2 separate regions of the Gossypium hirsutum genome follow, and region 1 is linked to region 2. The links are chromatin contacts, called in public Hi-C maps. All regions are on one chromosome and are shown on one strand. The core of a region is the stretch at or near the end of the contact, and the rest is flanking DNA. Distances in the headings are between cores, read along the strand shown. Region 1 holds the start of LOC107889430 (H/ACA ribonucleoprotein complex subunit 4). Region 2 holds the start of LOC107889379 (rho GTPase-activating protein 68F).

The links. A called contact is a pair of places that touch in the nucleus more often than the background predicts.
Region 1: a Hi-C map of leaf shows a contact between it and region 2, with 2.8 times the contacts expected there. The contact joins the promoter of LOC107889430 here to the promoter of LOC107889379 in region 2. A contact is called at or near these places in 8 of 34 Hi-C or Micro-C datasets (leaf and petal).

The regions. Positions count from the first base shown.
Region 1 is chrA09:70,253,708-70,256,407 of Gossypium_hirsutum_v2.1, reverse strand. It overlaps LOC107889430 (H/ACA ribonucleoprotein complex subunit 4), which reads left to right and starts at 1,411. Exons shown (of 1, transcript XM_041076572.1): 1 at 1,411-2,700. The coding sequence starts at 1,526.
Region 2 is chrA09:69,895,668-69,898,540 of Gossypium_hirsutum_v2.1, reverse strand. It overlaps LOC107889379 (rho GTPase-activating protein 68F), which reads right to left and starts at 1,444. Exons shown (of 4, transcript XM_016813780.2): 1 at 1,280-1,444; 2 at 585-899. The coding sequence starts at 828.

The sequences.
Region 1 (2,700 bases), core at 162-2,661, 360 kb before region 2:
AATATAAAAAAAATTAACAAATTTAACCTCTAATGTTTACAAAATTTATCTTTTAAATTCAATATTCAAAAAAGCAAAATACTAAACTAATTTCATAAAAAAAGCTTTAATATAATAAAGATATTAATTTATTTATGTAATAATTAAAAACTCATTAACCAAATCACTAAATAATTACAGTTTTTTCTTCCTAAATTTTGATTTAAAACATTTTAAAATAAAATTAAAAAAAATTAATTCTAGCATTTTCGTTTTAATTTTGTTAAATTTAATAATCACAATTTAATCTTAAATTAAAATGTGGTATACTTTTTAACTCTGTTAGGAGTAAACATAATGGAATCTTATTTTTGTACATCATAAATATTTTTCAAATTAGTTCCATGGATGACAAAGCGGTAGTGGAAAAATGAAAACAAGGGCACAAAACTAATCTAACAAATGTGGTCCAATCAGACAAAGTCAACCTATCACACTTTCATAAACCCAAAAATAAAGTAGAATGTAACTAGATAAATAATAATTTTAAAATTTTAAAAATAAATTATTTAAAAAGAATAAAACAAAATTTCCACATTAGATGATTAAAAAAAACTATATCACTACACATATTATATTTTAACTTATTTAAAATTTTCATTCATTTATGAAAGCTTAACTTAGAATATAGTAAAAAACCAAACATGTTAACAATGCCCAAACTCCAGTTCACAGTCATTGTCTTGTCTTACATCTCTTTCTCACTTTCACCGATAACAAAATTGAAGTATTTTATTAATCAAATAAAAATATTCACAATATTTTTTTAAATTTTATATTTATAAACATAAAAAATATAAATAAAATAAAAACATTGAATTTTTTTTTCAAACAGTAAATAATAGTATAATGCGTTTCAACACACTTAAACTCATATCCTCCTCTATTGATAATAAATAATATCTATACCAGTCAAACTAAGATTTAATTGACATTTTTATTTCTTGTTATATAACTATACTTGTTGTAAAAGCTTTTGATTGGTGAGTTAATGTCACGGGTTAATAAGTATCAATCGAGTTAGTAAAAAGCTAATACATCATTTCTATTATTGTGATGACAAATTTATCTTTACATATTTTTATATAAAATTTAAATAAAAAAATTTAAAATTAACATATTCATTGAACACATGTTTAAACAATTTTTTTATCAATACACTAATAATCATTATTAAATAAATTTAAAAAATAAAATATTTTTTTCACTCACCTATAATCTAGTGTAGTTTATAGATTTATTTTAAATACAGAGAATAGGCAAATCCCCCACTCTCATAAAAAAGAAAAAGAAAAAGGAAATGTAGGAGTAGTAGAAATGGCAGCAGCCCAGCCCATAATTAAAACCTCCAAAACCCTCACCCTATAAATTCTTTCCATTTCCTGTCTCCTTCCTTACCGTCACTTCCTCTCTCCTTCACCCTCCCTAAAACCCACTCAAAAACCCTAATATACATTTACACACACGCACACACACTAAGGCAACCATGTCTGAGGTTGAGCTCTCTCGCTCAGAAAAGAAAAAGCACAAGAAAAAACCCGCGGCTGATGCTGAAGCCAAAGAGTCCGACCAAGATTTCATGATCAAACCCCAGACCACCACTCCTTCCATCGACACTTCCCAGTGGCCTATCCTTCTCAAAAACTACGACCGCCTCAACGTTCGAACTGGCCACTACACTCCTCTTCCCTCCGGTTTCTCTCCCCTCAAGCGTCCCCTTGCTGAGTACATCAGGTACGGTATTTTGAACCTTGATAAACCTTCTAACCCTTCCTCTCATGAAGTGGTTGCTTGGATTAAGCGTATTTTGCGGGTCGAAAAGACTGGCCATAGTGGAACTTTGGACCCCAAAGTCACTGGGAATCTTATTGTATGTATCGATAGAGCCACTCGGCTTGTTAAATCCCAGCAGGGTGCAGGCAAAGAGTATGTCTGTGTTGCTCGCTTGCATTCCAAAGTGCCCGACGTGGCAAAGGTTGCTAGGGCTCTTGAAAGTTTGACTGGAGCTGTTTTTCAGAGGCCGCCCTTGATTTCGGCCGTTAAAAGACAGCTTAGGATTCGAACTATTTACGAAAGTAAGCTTCTTGAGTATGATGTGGATAGGCATTTGGTTGTTTTCTGGATTTCTTGCGAGGCGGGTACTTATGTTAGGACTATGTGTGTTCATTTGGGATTAATTCTTGGGGTTGGTGGGCATATGCAGGAACTTAGGAGGGTTAGGTCTGGGATTTTAGGCGAGAAAGATAATATGGTGACCATGCATGATGTTATGGATGCTCAATGGGTTTATGATAATTATAGAGATGAGACTTATTTGAGGAGGGTGATTATGCCTCTTGAAGTCCTTTTGACTAGTTATAAGAGGCTGGTTGTGAAGGACTCTGCTGTTAATGCTATTTGTTACGGGGCGAAGTTGATGATTCCTGGATTACTGAGGTTTGAGAATGACATTGAAGTTGGGGAGGAAGTTGTGTTAATGACGACGAAAGGAGAGGCAATTGCTCTGGGAATTGCTGAAATGACCACTGCGGTTATGGCTACTTGTGATCACGGTGTGGTGGCAAAGATTAAGAGGGTAGTTATGGACAGGGATACTTATCCGAGGAAGTGGGGCTTGGGGCCAACTGCATCCATGAAGAAGAAATTGATTGCAGAGGGCAA
Region 2 (2,873 bases), core at 195-2,694:
TTAAGAACCTAACAAATCACATCAAATAAATTGAACCTAAGGAATTAAACTAGAATGTAGTTAATTAAATACACAATTTATCAATAAGGACTTGGTAGTTTAATTAATTCAGTGATTGAATCGCAATATCCCCATTAGATTTTATAAATGGAACTCTAAACAAGATTTTCTTGACCACAACAATAACTCTATTTCACAACTGATTTTTTTTTTATCTATGTGGAACGTCATAGGGGGTTGGATGATTGGACAGTTTTGGCTTGTGGAAATCAAGCCTTTGAGCAAAAGAAACAAGCAGAAGAATTTGTCTGTCGATATCAACAATCCAAAATAAAAAGCATGAAATCTCATCCCATGAGTGAGTTCTTGATGATTCTGAGGATAAAGTAACTCTCTTCTAAGAGGATGAGTTGCACTTTTCAGTTACAAGAATCTAATGCATTTACCTAATTCATTCAGACAAGTTCAAAACCTCGACATGTTCTCAGTATTACAGGCTTTACAATTAAATTTTTAAAGGAAATAAAAACTACAAAAATTAAAGAAGAAAAACAACATATATTAAAATGGGTTTGTGAATTTACCGGGAAAGTACTTTCCGACAATGCGTAAAATGCGATTACCCGATTTATCAGAGCCCTGAAGGCAGACGAACTGGAGGAACTCGAGGTCGGAGAAATCTTCATCGGAAAAATCCTGCGAACAGTCATGCCAGTTGTCTTGGTCTTCAATTTCAGTGTCTTGGTTCGATAAGAAAGGACGGGCGTCTATGCCCAAATCTGAAGCAAGCACCACCACCGAGAAATCATCATTTGACGAACTTCCCATTTCCTCTAATTTCTTTTCTGTTTTTCCTTATCAACGTCCCTCACTTCAACAAACAAACGCGTATCACTTATCTGGAACAAACATATTAACATGCCAAATCTAATTAACATTTCCTTCAAAAAGAAATTTACAATTTTTAATTCCCAATGAAATCAAAATGAAATTGACAAGAACCATGAATAACTAGATTGTACTGGACAGTAAGAAGATAAAGCTGAGATCTCATCTCAAAGAACAAAAACAAATCAACAAGTGGAATAAAAGTAACAGATTTGCGAGATTAAAAAAAAGAAAAAGGAAAAGAAACAAAAATCTATGCAATAACTGGGAGATAAGGAGTGAAAAAAAGTGGCCACAAATTTAGGTACTAAAAGAAAAAACAGAAAGAGCGAAAAGCTTAGGTCCAAACAAACAGAATTTGGAAGAAATATGAGAAATAGTCCTTCCTTACTTTCGAAACGAAACTAATTACAGGGATTCTGGCTTGGCTACTCCACTTGCTGCTTTTAATTTCCAAGGAAACCCTCTCTCTTTTGTTATCTTGCGGGTTTTTTTTTCTTCTTTTTGCCGGTAACCTATAAAATAGTCAATTAGCCCTTCACTAGGTGCGTTTAGCATTTTAACTTTCTCACTCTTACCTCATCACTTATTAGAATTTTCTATTTAATTTTCAATTTTTTTATTATTTCTATTTTGGTCACAATTATTTTTATATTGGTCATTTTCCAGTAAATAATTAACAAAAATAATAATGTGACTTTTTTTAATTAGTACAATAATATATATGATCATCAATATTTAAAATATTTTATAAATTTAATTCTAATTCTAAATAATTTAATAAATTTAATTATCTACATTTATAAATTTTATCAATTTGATCCTCAATCATATAGAATTAAAATATAACTATAATTATATTCAAACATATATAATTAAATCGTGTTAAACTTATATGTAAATTTATGAATTTAATAAACCTACAAAATCATAACCCTCCTCAACAGAGGAACCCTTCTTATGGCACCTAACAAATAATTAATAAATAAAAAAAATGAAAAAATGTTCCTTAAAGCATTCAAATAACCATCTTTTGTATTTTTGTCAATTTAAAGAATTGTATAATAATTTGCACTCATCTCTAAATATAAAATTTATTGTAAAATTTATCTACATATAATTGTTCGCAATTTATTTAGAAAAAAGAAGTAGTTTTTTTTTCTCACCTGAATTTTAGATTTTCCATTTTTGCAATATTTTTAATATTTTAGATACATATATTTTTATAATTTATAAAAACAATGAAAACTCAAGCAATCATGGTTTGGCTGGAAAGAAAAACTCTAGAGCTGGTTGGGAAATGCTTTCTTGAAGCCAAATTTCGAACGGATTTAGAATGAAACCAATAAAACAAATTAGAAAACAACGGAAAAAAATGAAAAGAAATGGAAACTAGTCAAGAAGTATGGATCGATTGATGGGGGCACTAGGTCTTAAGTAAAGAATCTTACAATCCAAGAAACTAAAATCAAACCTGATTTGATCTGAAAAAATCAAAACATCAACTTAAATGAGGAATAAAGCAAATTGAATGAAAAAGAAGAGAAAAAAAATAGAGGGAATAATGCTTTTCCTCTATAATTAGTGTAATTCTTTTTTTCTATTTCCATATAGTTGATACCTTTAATCTTCTTTATTATTCGAAGGCCAGTACAGTTGGACTCAGAAAGACTATCGGGCAAGAACCGGTTGTTTCGGTGGAGTAAAGGTGATGCTCTTTTCGAGTTGATAGCGGTTGTCGTTATTAAACAACCCATTAATAACTACAACCATTGCCGCGCCGACCCGAGTTTGACCTTTACTTTCGTCGAAACATCCGCTCTCCCCCTAAGAGTCCTCTTGTGTCTACCTTAGTGTCAGGCTTCGAATAAAATTAAAAGGTTAAAGATGCCGATTGCGTGGAAATAAAGAAAATTTTACGTTGATTACATTGGAAATTCCTCTATTTTTCCCTTATGTATGGTATATAAGGCATCATTTACAGG